Linked DNA regions of Mus musculus: region 2 is linked to region 1. Evidence: chromatin contacts called from public Hi-C data. All regions are on one chromosome and are shown on one strand. The core of a region is the stretch at or near the end of the contact, and the rest is flanking DNA. Distances in the headings are between cores, read along the strand shown.

Region 1 (4,089 bases), core at 1,226-3,725:
ACCTGATCTCTAATTCCCTCGGGCCTCCAGTCTCTTGATGGTTAGGTGCATCAACTCTGATTGAACACAAACCTGGCAGTTCTCTGCTATATATGTGTTGGGGACCTCATATCAGCTGGTGTATGCTGCCTGTTTGGTGGTCCAGTGAGTAGCTTTTAAAAGCTCAAATTGACTTGAGTGTCCTACTTGTAATTAGGAGGCATTGGGAATAGTGAACATTGTTCTCTCTTTAAAAAGAATATTAAGGATATATAGTACTTCCATCTAAAAATATGGCAGGTACATCACTGTAATACTTTAAAGACACTTGTCAAAACAAAGCTTTAGAGATAGAAATATATCTCAGTGGTAGAGAGTCTGTGTAGCATTCACGAGGTCTTGGGTCTAATTCTCAGCTTATATATAGTTCTCTGAGAAATATATATAGCATATATAGTGTATTAAAGCAGCTGATTTAAAAGACGAAAAATCAGACTTCATCTTTTAAATCATCTACTCCAACGTCGATCCTGACACGTCAAGTTGTCAAGTTCAGCAGCACATGTACCACTGAGGAGAATGCAAATGAATGCCTTCTTCTCAAGAAGGGAAAGTGAGGCAACACTTCAAAGGAAATCTAGTTCCTACAGAAAAATTAGTTTCGGGAATATGTACACTGCAAAGCTTTTAAGACGGCATAATAGTACTAACCTACCGTTTAGTAACATATCTTTGGTACCGCAGTAGTAAGCAGTGGCTATACAAAAAGACCCAGAGGAAGCCAAATGGCAGGTGAGAACCAAATGGTAGCGAGCTAATAACAAGCCACACACCACTGCCGTGGCGCTAGAGGATCTCCTGAAGGCCAGTAGAGGCAGTCTTGATAGTGCCACACGGGACAAAGAAATCAGTAAACCCACTGACAGTCCACAGGCCACTCTCCTTTTTTAATCTTTAACTGTGCCAAGGGAAGAATGTGAAAGTTACGCTAACGGTACTCTGGCTCCATTTTTCCCTAGGAGAGAATGTATTGTACTTGTGTGTCATCCCACATCCATGTCACTTCCCTTTTCTTAGGGACTCCCTTCCTGATTTCTCCGATTTGTTATTAACATTTCTAGCACTAGCCAAGTCAGCCAAACCACAACACCGGTCTCTTCTCTAAATTCCCTTTCTGCTAGCTTCGCTTGGAATTCATTTGTCTGAAAATATTCTGATCCTTAAGCAACGGCAATATTTTTATTGGCTTTTTCCAAGTCTCCCCCATGTGGTTATTAGTGCCCAAATGCTAAAATACCAACCAAGCAGGCAGGAAATAACAGCTTATTCTGCTTTCAAACATGTAAAAACGTTGGAATTTCTGTAGAGCTTTGGATTTTCTTTTAGGGACAGCATAAATAATACCTTCCATCTACTGCTAGTGAGGGAGGCTAAAAGTGGTTTCCCACACTTGTGTGCGAGTTTCCTTGGTGTGCGTAACCGGGAGAGACCTACAAGTGAGGAGCCCTTCAATTAAGACAACCTAGAGATTCTTTCTCCCCTTCCTGAGATAGAATGGTGGGAGGACTAAAGCACTAAGGCTGAGGGATGAGACGTTTCCCAGCTTGGGTTCACGCCTAGCCCTGTTGGCCAAATAAGGTTCCCCAGCTAGCAGTTTCCGTAGCAGGCGGGTTCAGACGTCCTCGGGTCAAGAAGGCGGACCTGGGATAGGATCTGGCGATCACACCCTAGACCTGCCCAGCCCAGTCACGAATTTTCTTTCCAAGTTCTGCCCAGTCCATACGCCCTTCCTCTTTCCACTCATTGTCAAACGGGGCTGAAGCTCAGTCTGACCCAAGCCCCAAGTATACACCAGTTTCATAAAAACTGGCGACCGCGACTGATCTAAGTGGGCTTTCCTTCTGGACGCACCGACGTGTAACCCTCACAGGTTACACAACTGCACATATTTCAGGGAGGGGGAAATACACGCTTCTCCGTAGCCTGGGAGCCAGCAAACAAAACTGCGCCGCTTTCCCGTGCAGGCGCACACTCTCGGCTCGCCGGAGCTTCCCTGGGGGCTGGCGCGCCCCAGGCCGAGGTGCTGCCCTTCGCCGCCTGCCCTCCGGCTCGGCGGGCGCCCCCTGGTGCGCCCGGCTCTCCGGAGCGCCGGTCCCCGAGAGCCCCGGCTCCGGGCGCTCAGTCCCGCCGCGCGCCGCCCTGCCCCGGGCGCTTCTCACACCTCGGCGCGCACCGGGAGCACCTGAGGAGCAGCGGCTCCCGGGGACACGCTCGCCCCGTCCTCCTCTCGTCCCGCGCCCCTCCACGCGCCGCACCCCGTCACCCGCTTCTCCTCCTGTTCCCTCGCGGACCAGGACGTGCTCCTCCGCCTCCCGCGGCCACTCACCTCCTGACCGGCGCGGCGCACCCTCCGCCTCAGACCAGCGCTGACAAGTGGCTCGCGGTGCCTGCGCCGTCCCTCTCAAGCCGGTGGGGAACTTCCGCCTCCGCGCTCGCCCCGCCTCGCCCCAAGGCTGGCCACGCCCCTCCCCTAATGGTCACGCCCCCATGGTCCGGGCTGGGCGGGGCCACGTCGCTCAGGGCTTAGAAGGCAGTGGAGTCTCCCTGTTGTGCTCTGTGACTTGCTGGGACCGGCTGCCGCCGCCACAAAAAACAATTGCCCCTGTGGAGTTTCGGTGGGCGTAGTCTCCGGGGTGTAGTCTTGGACTGGTACCTGGCAAAGATCTAGCCTTCCGCTTCTCTGTTTTGTATTTCGGCGTTTTTCACTCTGCAGAAACTTGAATTGACCCGCAGTTGGTCTGGCTGAAAATAGAAAAGGGCTTTAGCTAAATCTCTGCCGGTGCAAGTTCAGCGACTACCGCCTGCTTTTGTGAAAGACCTCTGTATACTCTCGAGAAGTGCAAACTCTGAAGTTTGCTTGTCAGGAAGGTGAAAATCGCTAACCCTAATATGCAGAAGTTAAATCTGTCGTCAAGCTAAAGGACAGCCATACAAAGCAGTGGCCAAAAGTGATTCAGCCACTGTATCCTCAGCTTATTTTTCTAATTCCAAATTAACAGCACATTTACCTACTTCTGTAAAGTTGTTTGGTTTTGCCCAGAGAATTTATTCACAAGCAAACGTTAGTAATGTTTAACGAATACTCGAAAAGAAACTTTTAAAATATTAAAAGCACAAGTGTTAACCAAGTGGTGTATCAAACAAAAATAAACCTCAACCGAAGTCCCTGAGTCTGGAGTCTGCTCTAGAGGTACAAGCAAACTCCTAAAGTAGGTTCAAAGTTGTTCAAATAGTAGCCACTGGCCACATATGTCTATTTAACTCATTGTAAAAATGTTTTATATCATTGTTATGAATCTAAATTTATACATGAGTAGGATAGGATTTCCATTAAATAGAAGCTTCAGTAGGACTACATTTCACTGTACAGTTGGATGTTTAGTGGCCAAGTTGACATATATGGACCAGGTTTTTAAAATGTTATAAATTTAAAAAATAGGTATGTTGATTATATGTTGATATTATCTGCCTATTTAAAACATTATTACAACTTATTTTCATTTTTTAATGTATATACTAGAAAGTTTAACATGGATGTGACTTGCATATTTTGTTGGCCAGTTGTTGATTGTATTACATTCTAAAAGGAAAACTAGTTTGCAGGGAAGAATTTTTCTAATGTGGGATTTGTCTAGTGTGTTTTAGGGTTCTGTTTCATAGATCATTCCAAAGTAAATGGTTAAGAATGGTTACATGTAAACAGATATCCCCTGCAAAGCAAAGAGTCAGCCTTACAGTTGCCTTCATAGGATGAATACCAGCCTTAGTCACAATGTTTACAAATGAAAGTTGCAACAGATTCTATAACACATGATAGACAGTTCCACTTGTGACAAGTCACTTGCCTGTGTTACCTTATAACGTTCTTCTCTTCACCCCCTCATCTGCTTGGTGCTGATACAGTAAAAATCAAACTAGATCAATGCTATTTCATTACCAAGGTTTGAACCATAGCATCAGAGAATCAGCATCCTGAGATGATGAGGAAAGAGCTGAGAGTAGATAGGGTGGCCCAAATGTACCTTAAGTTTTAGTCCTAATTGCAAACCA
Region 2 (4,122 bases), core at 1,399-3,898, 150 kb before region 1:
TAGAACTTATATCTATAAACAATTGGAGATTTCAAACATAATATTTTTCCTACTAAGAAATGCTAATCTTCTTAATGTTCATAAGAAGTTGGAAATGTTTGTCTTGACAAAGTCACAAACAGTTGTTATTATTATTGTTGTTGTTTTGCTATATATTTAGAGTAATATGTAATACCTCTAGAAGAATTATGAAAGCTTGTTGGTCCCAACTTTTCTTCCATATTTTACAGCAATGGAAGTGTCTCAGCCTCATTCTTAACTGAGGCGCTCACAGCTTACTGTCTTACCTGTCTCACAGTAGGGCTCGCCATCTTCCAAGTGGAAAACATTATTACGAATGGGTTTTCCACAGGCCACACACACAAAACAGGACACATGCCAGGTCTGCTTCAAAGCATTGATGACTTCCTGTTATAGAAAGGTGGGTGGATTTAAAGAAAGAGTACAATACACATACCAACATCCACTCTAATTGGTGTGACATGCTAACTCAAAGTAGACATACGGACTTCATAGTTGTCTTGAACTTTTCATCAAAGAATCAAGAGACACCCAGTGGCAGATTCAGATGTCACTAGAAGCTATTATAATATGTGTGCTTTTCATAAATACAAACCCATAAACTTAAAGACTCATAATTATTAGTAACCTTCATACACAGAGTGAACAGGAAGTATCCCACAAGTAGTTGCTTTAACACATTCTGCTTTCTTTCAAACGGTGTCTGGATGTATTAACTCAAAAAATGTGCATGGCATTATCTTGAAAATGCCATGGAGGAGGGGGATGCATTTAAAAACTAAAACAAACCTCAACTCCAGTGCATTATGGAAGCAATAATGTAATCAGTATAATCCAATCAGCTCATTGAGTGTTTAGCTTTGGGACTCAGCCATGACTATACTACTCGCTTCCTCCACTGAGTAACATGCGCATCACAAAAGCAAGGGTTATAGTCCACAATGGCCTTCTGGCTAAATACTCCAAGATGCAAGATTTGGGGGGCATTTTAATCATTAAGAGGTTTGGGGGTGTTAGCTTTCCAAGAATTGTTCCTTTGAGTCGAGAAGAGGTAAAGCAATTAAAAAATAATTTCCAAAGAATCCTTAATACCATAGGAATTTTTTTCTTTCTCCTCCTAGAGTCTTATGGCTTTTAACTATTACAGACTTTTATTAATTATTCTGATACAAAGAATGTTTTTATTCACTAACATGGTATATGAACATATCATTTACTGATTATCTGTAAGCATTTATGAAGAAACAGCTAGCCACTATACTACTTTATGACCAACAGAGTATAAAATGATACCATAGAAATAGGTCAGTCTTACAAGTGAAGCTATCTTTAAAGTTTCAGACCTACTTAAGCATGTCCTCAGTAAATCACATTTTTCTAGAGTTTCATTATTATACTCCATATTAAGAGGAGTAGGTAGAATTAAAGCCAAGAACATTGGTTTCTTGTAAAAATCAAATTCCCACTACTACCTACAGTAGGTGCCTGACTCTTACGATGTCATTGATAACTGGATGTTACATGCAGGATGCATTAACTCAAAAAATATGCATGGTATTATCTTGAAAATGCCATGGAGGAGGGGGACGTATTTAAAAACTAAAACAAATCTCAACTCCATTGCATTAAGGAAGCAATACTGTATACATTATTTATCATTATTTATTTATTACATACATTAATTACATACATTTATACATCATTATTTATTAAGTTCTTTTACCAAGGAAAGTACAGCATGAAATGCTTTTCCTATCACATTTTCACTTCTATAACTGAAGTCACACTTTAAACATTATATTCATTCAAATAAAAATATTATAAGGTTCACATTTAACATATTTTGTATATTTCATGAGATCAGTGGCCTGTGCTTGAACTCTGACAAGTAGGGAAAGCTACTCTTATAAAAACTATGGAATTTAATTTAAGCCAGCAAAGGTGTTGGTTCTGAGAGCTCATGTGTGTGGTCCTGAGTGACCTCTTTATTCCTGAGCAAACATGGTCCTGCTGAGGTAGCACACCCACAGTCAATTATTTTTCCCATAGAGGTAGACTTTCAGCAGACAAGCCAGCACTCAGTAAGACAAAACCAAAGACAACTAACCCCATGAGTCTGATATATTTCGTTAGAGGTCTGTTTAGTTTTGTTTAGTTTTTTCAATAATAAACACTACTAATGGAAACAAAGAGGGCTGATAAAGCAAGAAGAAAAAAGTAAAAATAATGAAAAGGTTTTATTACAAGATCTACATGGCTTTAAGAGGTACTAAAAAGAAAGAAGTAGTTTTAAATACTCACTCCAAGGATCTTCCTTTGGCACCGGCCACATTCAGGAGCAAAGAACTTCTCATAGCATAGCTCACAGTACAGTGCTCCCTTCTCCTCTACAAAGCCTATGTAGGCCATTGTGTTTTTGCAATGAGCACAGTTAAATTCTTCTGGATGCCAGGACTTCCCCAGAGCCACAAGAAAAGGTCCCCTGCCAAAAAGAAAGAGACCAGTTTGACTGGCGTATGAAAGCTTCTGGTGTTGCCCTGGGAGGAACCCTTTCACACATGTCTAGTTAGCTGTCTGCTCCATTTCCTTCTTAGGACCTAATGTGGTGGTACTGTTGACTGCATAGGACTGAATGTGGTGGCACTCAGGGCCTGTCTGACTGAGTTGCAGTGAGTCCTTCTCACTGTCTGTGTCACTATGACTCACAGGAAAATGCTGACTGGGATAAAGAAGAGGCCATCACAACAACACGTTATAAGACACAAGGAAAATGGAAATAAAAATTTCAATTTGGCAATGTTAGATCCTTAAAAATAATGATTTCCTGAGAAGAGTCAGTCTTTCCTCCTTACATACGATGCAATATACTTATTTCACAACTTTATTAAATATTTCAAATTCACCTTCTAATTGACCACAGAAACTGAGCTGTTCATTATCAGTTGTTTGATGCCAGTTGGAAGGGTTTTATTTCATTCCAATATGACTAATTTAAAATTCATTGCATTAAGAACATTTAACATGAGATCTACCCTCAAACTGTATTCAACTATGCATGCCAATGCTACTATACACGCATGCTGTTCTATAGAAATCATTTTTAGCTTGCATAATTCAAGATTTATACCTAATGTCTACCAATCTCTCCTTCCCCTTCTCTAAATGGGACAGATTTTGGGGGCGGGATAGGTGACAAGAGCTTATTTTGTATCCTAAGCTGGCCTGAAAATTAATTAATTGCCCTAGGTAGCTTCAAATTCATTATCCTCCTGCCTCAGTCTACCAAATGCTTGGGATTATAGGTATAAATGTCACCATGCGCAGCTATGACTGATTTTAATGTGTATATTTTTTTATCAAGGTAACAAATGTTTGTATAGAGATCTTTCCCCCTAAGTACTACAGTCATGAAATGATAAGGCATGTTTTGTTTACTTAAGAGGAACCCATTTTGAAGCCTTATCTAGTTAGAAGCCTTTGGAGATGAAGCAGACTAGCCTCTGTAACACACTTTTTGGTAGCTACATCACATTCATCGAATGGCTTTACCTCCAAGGCACTTTTACACTTATCTAATTTGTTCATACAACATTCTTGTGAGATACACCAGGGCAATTATTATAACTCAGTTCAACAGATGGAGTGGCAAGGCCACAGAGTATTTAAAAGATACGGCAAACATCAAAAAATTACTGACTGAGCTAGGGGCTGATGCTTCTATTTCCCAGTGTTCTAGTCAACTGAGACTCTGCTTTCAATTTGACTACTGCAAACTGGCATCACAGAATGACCATAGACAATTATTGGCAATCATGTAGCACTGGACTTCTAGGCCAACTCCCAACAGTACGTCATGGGGAAAAGCATCATGCAGAACAGCTTCTAACCTGTGACAACACAAATCTGCTATTTAATAGCGATCTCACAGGGCATGGCTGCATGTGCCCGTGACACCACATCTAGGGCTGCAAAGAGGGAACCTCAGAGCACCACGGCATGTCAGAGACAGGAGCTTCTGGTCCAATGAGAGATCGGGTCTCAAGGCAATAAAGCAGAGATTGGTTTAGCGCATGCAGTGCCTTTCTCTGGCCTCTGCATACG

Evidence for each region. Hi-C and Micro-C count contacts between places; a contact is called where the count stands out from the background.
Region 2: a contact with region 1 is called in a Hi-C map of muscle stem cells, with 2.7 times the contacts expected there. The contact joins the enhancer-like site here to the promoter of Pdlim5 in region 1. A contact is called at or near these places in 1 of 39 promoter capture datasets (liver), 1 of 484 Hi-C or Micro-C datasets (muscle stem cells), 1 of 115 datasets of contacts at active chromatin or transcription factors (memory CD8 T cells) and 3 of 9 other capture datasets (adipose tissue, liver and pancreatic islet).

What each region holds. Positions count from the first base shown.
Region 1 is chr3:142,393,221-142,397,309 of GRCm38.p6, forward strand. Pdlim5 (PDZ and LIM domain 5) reads right to left here and starts at 2,476. Exons shown (of 13, transcript NM_019808.3): 1 at 2,366-2,476.
Region 2 is chr3:142,247,008-142,251,129 of GRCm38.p6, forward strand. Pdlim5 (PDZ and LIM domain 5) reads right to left here. Exons shown (of 13, transcript NM_019808.3): 10 at 2,323-2,503; 11 at 288-408. Among named protein-coding and RNA genes, the nearest start is that of Bmpr1b, 80 kb to the left of the region's middle. Within about 2 kb of position 2,649, at least 27 of the 459 cell types and tissues checked have an H3K27ac peak or open chromatin away from gene starts, as enhancers often do. A contact at or near this core is called in memory CD8 T cells and muscle stem cells, where this site is marked.